Linked DNA regions of Oryzias latipes: region 1 is linked to region 2. The links are chromatin contacts, called in public Hi-C maps. All regions are on one chromosome and are shown on one strand. The core of a region is the stretch at or near the end of the contact, and the rest is flanking DNA. Distances in the headings are between cores, read along the strand shown.

Region 1 (5,305 bases), core at 858-3,357, 84 kb after region 2:
TCAGCCGCTGATCATTAGGAGAGCTTTATGTCTGCTTTTTTCACAAAAAACAGGATTACAAGTCTTTTTTTTGCTACACCACAAAACCTGCATTTTTGGTCTGAAGCCAGGCTGAGAAGCAGTAATGTTAAAACATGCCTCATTCAGATTATTTACTGTAGAGCAAATCTGACCAATTTCCCTGTAAATCTGACATTTAAAATGTAAAACTTTTCATATAATAAATATAATTTTATATAAAATAATAAAATATTTAATTATATGTTTGCTATTTTCTAAAACGCTTTACTCCAAACCATACCCCCCTCGTATTTTAAAGTTCTGTTGCTTTATTATTTTTATGATCCCAAATTCTTAAGAACTGTTTCACCATGAAATCTTTCCTGCAACCTAAAGTGTTAGTTTGCTTGTGCTGCTGAGGCCTAATAAAAGGTTGATGCTGGAAAACCGACTCACTACTAATTCATTTATAGAAATAATACTCTGTCAGCAAGAATAATATATAAATATATATTTAAAAAAATACAAATAAGGTATCTATCAAAATAATATTTATCTGAAATTACTGAATCCGATATGTACATTTCTTAAAGATTTTTTTTAATTTCACTTTATGAAAAGGTGTAATAATCTTCTAGGCAAAGTGGGATAAAATTATAGTAATAATAAAATAACTAGAAAAGAAAGCATGCGCAAAAGAAAAATGAACTGCTAATTACATTCATTTAAATACAAAGATAATTTCTGTATTTTAAACTTCCTTACAATACAGGAAATGCATGCAGATAGGCTACAGTAATTTCTTTGGTGGCTTTCGCAGCAATAAAACTGGTTAACTATAAAATAATAATAATAATAAAATATATATGATGTAAACAACAACAGGCTGTGAATGCTCAGGTTTCAGGCATCATCAGTGAAGCCGGGTGGAAGTTCAGAGTCAGGCCTTCCGGAAAGCCGCAGCCGGCGCTGAAAATAAATAATGCCGCGTATTCTGGGCCGTTTCCTTCAGTCTGAAAACGAAGTTCCGGTCTCGCTGGACCCCCCTAAATACTTGAAAGTTGGCAACAAAACCAGCAGGAGCGTCTGTTGGTCGCTGGAAGCCTCATACGTCTCCGTCGTACAGGCTGAAGTACTTGCTGGCGCTGGAGAAGCAGAGGTAAGGCGCGCCGCCGCCCGGGTACACCACGGGCAGCGGCACCGGCAGCAGGCACCTCCCCAGCAGGCTGCTCTCCTTGTACAAGGCCGGCAGCTGCCCCGCCGCCACGGGCTTTGCTGCCTCGGGGAAATCACTCGCGGGTCCGTCTATCTCTGTGGAGATTTGTCGTTTCAATTTATTCCTGCGGTTCTGAAACCAGATCTTGACCTGCGTCTCCGTGAGCTGCAGAGAGCTGGCGAGGCAGGCGCGTTCCGCGCTGCTCAGGTACCGCTTCATGTCGAAGGTAGACTCCAACTGGAAGATCTGTCTCTTGGAAAAGATGGTGCGCGTTTTCTTTTTCGTGATGACTTTGCTCCTTTTGCTGGGGCTGCCTCCCTGGAGCGCCTCCGCCGCCGCGCTGCTGGAGATGCTGTCGTCGCAGCTGCTGTCCCCGCTCTCATAGCGCGCGCCCGTCCTTTGGATACCCGGTTCCGAGTCTGCGCTGCAGGTTCTGATCGACACTGAAAGACAAGTGACACAGTTGATGAAAACTCAGCGCGCGCAGCCACTGCTGTGAACTTTCACCAGACTTCTGTTCGAACTTCCCCCCGTCCCGTCAGAGGAATCCGGCGCGCGTCTTACCGCTTTGGTCCGGCCTCTGCTGGCCTGCGGTGTCCTCACGCAGCTCATCCCGCAGTCCGCTGGAGTCAGAGCTCGTCCCGCTCGGCTTCAGGTTGAGGATGTTGTCAATTGTGAACTTGAGGGAGGCGCTGGGTCGACATGGGGCCGCGGCTTTGCTCATATTCTCCCAGACGTTAGGCGCTTTCCGTGCGTTCTTCCTCGTTACTGCGGCCACTGACGCACCATATCAGCAGCTGCCGCTTCTGAGCAGACACTGCCTGCCGCCGCGCGTTCTGCTCCGACTACACAACCGCTCACGGAGCGCGTCGCCGCTGCTGATTGGCTCAGCGCAGCGCTCGGTGTGCGCCAATGGCGGGGAGGGAGGGAGGAGGACGGGACGCCCCCCCCCCCCCCCCCCCCCCCTTCATTTGTCACATTACTCCTCCTCGTCCACCCGCAGCAGCGCTGTCTGCAGCCCTCCAGGGCCCCGCCGGTCACCTACTCAGCTCTGATGCTGAGAAACATGAGGTTGTTTTTTGTCTCAGCTGCGCGTGCGGCTCTTCTTTCTAAATAAAAAAAAATACATATTGTTTTCATGAAAAAAATATTGCAACTTTTTTACCTAAAGCCTTTGCTTCATCGTCTTCATATGCAGCTTGCATGTTATTTGTCTGCGTCACGTGATAAAAAGTGAAAACCTGCAGCAAGGTTTTCATCAAAGCTATAAAAAAGAAACCCTTCTTTTCTTCTTTTTTGTGATTTGTCTGCATGGATGTTATCATTTGAACCATGGAAGACTCTTGTGTGATAAACAAAGGAGAACCTGGGAAGTGCTTGATTTTTTTATTCTGTGAAAATGTGAGAAACCTGGAAACGCGTGACTTTAAATATAAATTTTAGCAAAAATATGTGTTTTCAAACATAAAAGTTTTACAGTCCTCTTCTGAGCAGAAATGTAAAATATCCCGCTCTTTAGACGCAGGCTGCCCGTTTGTGTTCTTGACTAACGGAGGTCTGCTGCAGTCCTCACACCAAGCCGGTCATCTGCGCCCTGAGCACGCTCATGGAGTGAGCAAACGACGACAGGGGGTAGACGGAGCCTGAGAAGCCCACCGCCGGGGCAGAGCCCGGATGCCGGCTCAGGCTGAAGCTCAACGCGCCGGCGGCCGCGGCGGCGGCGGCGGGCGCTCCCCCGTCATGGTACAGAACGGGCACCCGGACGATCCGCTGGCTGGAGTTTGGGATGTGCGCTGCCTCCAGGTCAGCGGCGAGCTGCCGCTTCCACTTGTTCCTCCTGTTCTGGAACCAGATCTTCACCTGCGTCTCTGTCAAATGGAGAGACGCGGCCAAGCCCGCCCTCTCCGTGCTGCTCAGGTAGCGTTTGACGTCGAAAGTGGACTCCAGCTGGAACACCTGGCTGCGACTGAACACGGTCCGGGTCTTTTTCTTGCGGGTGCAGCCCGGCTCCGGCGCCGCGTCCGGCTCGGAACGTGCGTCAAAGGCGCTCGGTGCGTCCTCGTTGTCGTCCGTTAAGCAGCAGTCGCCAGTTTTCCTGTCGGTTTCGTCGCTGCTCTCAGTCGTGGGCTCGGACACGGCGGGTGAAGCCCGGTCACAGCTCGGATCCCCCGAACTCGTGTTGCCCCGTGGACCTAAAAAAGAACACACACACCAAACATTCAGAACTGGAATCCTGGCTCGTGATTCATCCGCTGTTGTAAAGGGGTTCTGAGAAATGTTTTTATCAATCCACCGCACGAAAGATGACTGAAGATGGAATTTAAAAAGTCATTTTTTTTTTACAAAGAAAGGCCCTGGAGCCTATAGTTGTGGTAATGAATTGAGGACGTTGGAGCACAAAGTTTAGGAAGTTTGGTTTACTTCACACACTTGTGTTTTACCCGAAAACGTTTTTATTTGTTGAAGTGGGGACAGTAAAACCACCTTTCCCCCTAGTGTAGCCCACTCATTTTCTTACGCTAATTTCTTTTTAAACTCCCCATTGCTTTAATTCCCGTAACTGAACTGTTTTCTTATTTTCAGCAGCGTAAAAATGATCCATGATTTTAAAAAAACCTCCTGGAGCGCAGCAGTGTTGCTTCTGCGCAGTGAAATTAAAAAAAGGAAATTGGCCTTGAAATCCCAGCAGAACTGAGTGAGTAAAGAGGATTGGAGAGTGAATGTTCGTGTTCTTTAAAAGGAAAAGACGATTCTCCTCTGAGAGAATAAAGGATTTTTGGCAAAATCATAATAGATGTTATCTATAAGTTTAGATATGGATTTTGACGGTCGCCATGGCGTCACACGGTGCAGGGCCCTGGACCCCACCCCCTTGCGTGTCGCCCTGTCCCTCCCTCATCATGGATGCGTCCAAACATGGGCGGGCTGCTGTGTAGTCTCTTCTTTACTGATGGCGGCTGCAGCATTACAGTAAACAACAAAACAGTTCTTTGTTCATAGTTTTAATCTGTGAAGTCTGTATGAAGAGCTGTGCATCCCTCCACCCCCGCAGAGACTTCAAATAGGGTGGAGATGTCCCCGCGTAAACGATGGCCAGCTATCACACCTGGACCCCCAGTATTGTCCATCCGACGCTGTTCTGACGGCCCTGCGAGCATCCGCGCCGCCAAAGACGGTTGTGCGTGACGTGCCGTCCTGCGCTTTTGTTTTGGAATGCTGGGGGCATGCGTGCGTAATTCCTAATCCCAGAACCGAGGCACCGACACCAAATCAGAGGATAGCCACGGCCTGCGCCCGCTAAAGAAGAGAAGTGGCTTTTGTGTGTCTGACATAGAACGTGGGTCTTCGAGGCGAGCGCGCGCTGCGGTCGAAGCGCGTTCGCCTTTGAAAGTTTGGCGGAGCGGAAACGCCTGCTGATGATCCTGCTCCTTAGGATCCATTCGCCAACCTGAGCAGCCTCTGAGTTATTCCACCGGACAGAAAAGCAAACAGATGGACGACTGCAAGCAAATGACTTTTTATGACCCATTATGAGCGGGAGCCATGCGTCAAACGCGACGCAGCAGCGCCCGCAGCGCGATCCAAGAAAGAATAATTAGATGTGGTCATTTGCACTTTGGCCAAACACAAACTCCTCTCAACAGCAGCCGCGTTGACTTACTGTGTGACGATTCTGAGGCTCCGAAAGTCGCAGTGGACTTTGCGAGGCTCCACGCCTCTGAAGAGCGTCTTCTGAATGCGGACTCCTCCGGCGCTGGGGCGCTCCCGGCGGGCCCGTGAAATGCTTCAGGGTGGCGCTGCGTTGCTGCAGCTTCGGCACCACAGTCCGTCCAGCAGCTGCCAGGCGCAGACCCCGGCTCATCCAGCCCACTGCGCAGCAGGTTCTCGATAAAAAACGACGACGCCCTCGATGAAGTCGCGCGCTGGACGTCCTTCGACTTGTCCTGCATGTCCTACCTCAGATGTCACGGTGCTGGCGCGCGGAACTGGCTGACTTTCGGTCGTGCGTCACGGTGTCGTAAAGTCCAAACACTCATCTCAAGGGGGGATCTGTCGTGAGGGGGACTCGGGATCTCCTCAGCGGGCGCG
Region 2 (5,027 bases), core at 1,043-3,542:
ATTGACATGTTCCAGAGAACGATATTTACTGAATCTCTTAAATAATCTGATCAATTTGAGCTTTAGTTGCCACGTTTTTCCCGTGAGGCTTTTATTCTGCTGGACGTACTTTTTAAATTGAAGGATTTTAGGATTTATGTTTTAACTCTGCTTCGGTTCCACCACAGTGTGTAGATGCTGACATGAACTTGAAACAAGCCGAACCGAAATCCTGACAGAAATTCTGCTCAGGTCACATTGGACATATTTGGAGTTTGAGTCGTCGGTGAATCTCATGGAAAGATTCGAATCGCCAGCAACACATTCACAGATATTTTAAGGCCATGTAGGTCCTGTAAGTGAAAATGCCCGTCTAGCATCACACTCTAATGATCTCATATAATGCGGCGTATTCCCAGATGCTCTTGGTTTCCATCCGCCACAGTTCCTGCCTCCCTCTCTCTCTTTTTTTTTCTTCCTCTGGACACTCCAGCTCACTTTCAATCCAACTGTGCCCGTTTCTCTAACCTAACACTTTCCAACACTCTGCATATATAATGCAAATGCCAAGCCTGCTCTGAACCTTCTCTTTTTCCCCTCCCTGTTAATCTCTGAGCTTCGTTCCTGCAGCCACGAAGCCGCTCTGCCCCAGGAGTGGAGGCCTGTTCAATGTGGCAGACATGATTTGTTTGCTTTGCAATTATTTTCCATCAGTGGAGACAAATGGACTCATACGGCATGGAGCGACCCACACAGACAAGCGGGAGCGCCGATCGAGGTGAACGCAAGATTCACCGATGAGGCGTGAGTGAGGCACAAGCTCTGGTCTGGGTAAAGGAAGGGATTTGATTTTAGATTTTAGATTGTGCTTCTCATGTATTGATTTATGGGGAGGGTTCTGTGTACCAGAAAAGAGGACCCTTAGCGGCTGAACAGTTGTCAGGAAACGAACCAAGGTTCGTTGGTTTGGCTCTCTGGAGGCAGAAGAGGAGGGGGAGGAAGCATCTCTGTCACAGTTAAAGTCCAGCCCTGGCAGTGGAAACAGACATCGCCCGCATAGATCTTCTACCAGCAGAACCGGTTGTTGTTGCAGAAGACATCAAGCATTAGTTACTTCAGACTCATAGACCATCTGACTGTTTCACCGCTTGACCATCAGTGAAGGAGGAAGACTCTCTCCATCCGTTTAGTCATTCTGTCCTGCTGCAGTGCTGACACATACTCAGAATCTCTTAAGGGGCTCATGAAAGTGACTTTTCTCCCCCCAAAATCCATGAACAAAACCAAAGCACACGTGTCTGGGATTTCCAAAGGAGGTTTCGCGGAAGGCCACAGGGCCTACGGCTTGGCGGCCCCCTTTTGTGGCAAAGTGGGAAATTTGGTGATGTTTACGTTTTCCCACAATGTGAGAAATACATTTATTTGAGCAAGTCCCCCCCCCCCCCCGACATTTCACACAAGCCGCCAGTTTAAGTCTACGACCACAACTAAAGTTTTGTTGACCTTTGACCTCGGGAAGAGGCCACCATGCGCGGAATTTCCCCCCAAAATTCAACACCACCGCCTGTAACTCTTCGCACATCATTGGGAAGCTAAGAAGTGCAGACATAAAGTTTTTAGCTTCCAGGAGTGATGCCCCCGGCTGGTTTGCACATTTTTTACTGGAATATTGGGAAAATTAACTACATAAGTTGTTTACTCAAGCCGAACGACAGAAACACGCAATATAGAAATGTAGGCGTACTTAACAACCTCTGAATCTTGTCCCATATAATATTTAAATAACATTTAGTTTTATTTTCATCTTTCCTACAGATAAAAAGGACAGCAACAAAAACTTTCAATTATTTAAAATGTGCAGTTTTTCAACAAACATAAAGTGGTATTTTTGATGAGATTGTTTCTATATACACACATCCTGTATGGGTTTTTAATTATTAAACATAAACACTTGTTGAAACTAGACATAATAAAAGGGTAAATCATAAAAAAAGATTGGAAAAAAAAGTTCAAATGATAAGAAATGAAAGATCCAAACCACACGTCTTCTTCATGTCATTGCATGAAGATGCAGATGTGGATGAAGTGGCCGTCTCCACATCTGTCTCTTGTGACGCTGGTACACAGAGGACATGCAGATTTCTACGTCTCTGAACTTTGAGACCATCCACAGTTAAGGAGATTAACCTTTTCCTCCCGCCTCACGTCTACTTGACTTCTCTTTTCTTCTGCCTTTGGCCTTTCCTCTTCCCAGCCCCGTCTTCCTCTTTGCAGCGTCTCCGCTGTCTACCCCCCCCCCTGCTCCTCCTCCTGTCTCTCCTTTGCCCTCTCTTTCCTCCCTTTTCACGAAGGCCAGGTTCAGGGGTCACCAATTACTCTAAGAGGGCTGAGAAAGTTGCATGGGCTCTGCCCTCAGGGCTGCCATGTTGCATTAACGTCACAGAGCCTCCAGAAACCCAGCAGCCACTGGCTGCCAGCACAGCAGCCTCAGCCTCAGCCTCGGGTCGGACCCTCGCCCTGCTCATGCCTGAGAAGACGGACCCTCGCCCTCCTCATGCCTGAGAAGACGGCGCGCTCTGCCTCCTAACTGACCTGCTGGGCAGCACTAACATGTATGTCTGAACTGCTAAATCCTTCACTGAACGTTCATTATGTCAGTTAGGCTGGTGTTCTCCAACATTCTCGTATTGAAGAATGTGTATTTTAGTTATTGATGTAGTACACGGCAAAAACCAGATCACAGCAAGAGTAGAAGGACGTAGAAAAAGCAGATCGGAGGGCAGGAAAGTTTATCTGTGCAAAAGAAAAGACACAATATATGACAGAAGTGCTGCCTTTAATTAGAGGGAAAAAAATCAAACTTATCATTATCCAAACATCTCTTCCATGTCAGGTTAGAATATACAGAGAACTAAAAAAAAACATTTTCAGATTATTTACACAAATGGCTTGAATTTGTTAGAATTATCATTTAATTGAAACGCATACATTTGAATTAACCTCAGGGGAGTGAAGTCATCCAAAATAAAAAACTAAAAACACCAAAAACCCTAAATTCACAATGAAAAAGAGTACAAGTAAAAAAAAACAACTAAATTATAATTGACCAAAGGGGTTCTCCATGTACTGACGTCCCACTCCGATCAATTTAGCCAAACTCCAAGAACCTGTTGTTTTCTAGGACATAGTTTCTGCTGAGCAGCAGGAGTTTCTGAAAAATTCACCTCTGAGTTGTGGGCAGGACTGTTGGTGTGGAGCAACCCGGTCCCCCTTCCCGTCACCGGTCAAGAAAAAACTTGATTTGTAACTTGTTTCTGCCTGCTTGTGTGTAACTTTGGATGTGTGTCTGCTTGGAGCCTCCAGCACAGAGCTCTGCCCTGAGCTCCAGTCCCCAATCAGGGCAATAGCAGACAGCACCAAGTCCTTCTCTGCACTCAGAGAGCAAAGAGGTTTTAGCTGCAGAGAAGGAGCCATCAAGTCTGGAAATCTTTTTGTCTTTAAAAAGGGTTGGAGTGTTTAAAAATGCTTATTTGGTGTCCGTTTTTTTTCTCCATCTGTTTAAGAAAATGGTGAAAGAAAGTCTTATTTTTTCTAGATATCCTCCTGAAGCAGCACATTCATTTATGACCTTTTCTTTGCCTCCCCAGAAAGCCAAACTTGCCATGATACCACCCAAACATGGAAGATATCATTGGAAAGACCAGGGCTGTGTCCCATTACCTGCCCTAACCCCTAACTACTAAAAAACTATTAAGTGTGGGACTGTGTAGTGCCCTGCATTTTAAAAACAATTCAGACACCACGCTCACTACTACTAAAAATCTATTTAACATCAGCGAGTTGCAACACTTATTTATGAGTCCAGTGTCTTCTGAAGATAAAAACGTTGATGGTTTATTAAACAGATATATATTTTTTTGGCAAATAATTGTTCAGACGCAATGCATTGTGGTCTATATTTGCCGATCAAGTGAGTGAGCATTGATGCACACTGGTTTTTGCAGAGACTTCTGGGAAATGTCCAGGGCACTGGATTTTGGAATTGTAGATTCGGACAGCACTAGAAAATGGCATTTTATAGTCAGCAGGGAAGGAACTCAGACAAAACCCAGGATGTCCTTGTTATAAAGACTTCAAATGAGTCAAATGACTTAATCCAAGAACAACTGTCCCCCACAGAGGACATATATAGGGTCTGGTTCTCAGGAGGATAATACTATTCACAATCTAAACTCAAAGCGGCTGATATGAAAACTCTGTTGACCCAGCATTCTAGCATCACTTACATGCATCGTCTAAATGCAAATCTGAAGATGTGAAAAGAGTCTCACAACCCCTTGTGCACTTGTAACTCTCATCTGTGCATGAATGTGGTTGTATTTTGTAAGTTTATGATATTCAGATGAACATACCAATACACAGTTGCAAGCAAACACAGTTACGCACAAATCTATGAGTTACAAATCAAGTACCGTAATTTCCGGACTACAAGCCGCTACTTTTTTCCTGCGCTTACAGCCTTGCGGCTTATTCAGTGACGCGGCTGATTTATGGATTTAATTGGCGGCCGCCATGTACGTACTTTCGAACTCAGTGAATAGATTGAATTCTCTATCTGACACCAAGCACGAGGCATTTTTAATCAACACACCTCTTAGCAACCAAACAGCATGGACTTGACTTCAGGTCTTAGACACTTCAGTCATGGTTCAACAAAACGAAACACGCATGCCCGGCCGCATCCCAGAATCCTTTGGGGCCATTAGACCCAACGTGCACGTGATCGCCGCTACATTATGATGAAGCTTTCAAGTTAAAATCAATCGTTAAAAGCAGCGTAAAAAAGTCCACCGTCACCAACGGGTTTGGAAAAGCCGGTTTGCTGCGTGACGGAGAGAACAGCGCATGGAGTGAATTTACACTCCATTTACGGTTTCTAAGGAAACCGTAAAAGCGGAATTTTGCTTTGAAAAACTCACAGCCTCCGTGTGAGCTGGAGACATCTTCTCCTGCTGATTGAGCTGCGGGGCCGATGGCAGTCTGATGGC

The links. Hi-C and Micro-C count contacts between places; a contact is called where the count stands out from the background.
Region 1: a contact with region 2 is called in a Hi-C map of embryo, with 2.0 times the contacts expected there. The contact joins the promoter of LOC101169274 here to the enhancer-like site in region 2. A contact is called at or near these places in 2 of 5 Hi-C or Micro-C datasets (embryo and fibroblasts).

What each region holds. Positions count from the first base shown.
Region 1 is chr1:34,743,318-34,748,622 of ASM223467v1, forward strand. It overlaps LOC101169274 (homeobox protein HMX2-like), which reads right to left and starts at 2,108. Exons shown (of 2, transcript XM_004066290.4): 1 at 1,781-2,108; 2 at 580-1,659. The coding sequence starts at 1,940. The coding sequence ends at 1,106. LOC101172056 (homeobox protein HMX1-like) reads right to left here. Exons shown (of 2, transcript XM_023960932.1): 1 at 4,878-5,305; 2 at 2,588-3,408. The coding sequence starts at 5,166. The coding sequence ends at 2,786.
Region 2 is chr1:34,658,894-34,663,920 of ASM223467v1, forward strand. No RefSeq gene overlaps it. Among protein-coding and RNA genes, the nearest start is that of LOC101171806, 15 kb to the left of the region's middle. Within about 2 kb of position 2,293, at least 2 of the 8 cell types and tissues checked have an H3K27ac peak or open chromatin away from gene starts, as enhancers often do.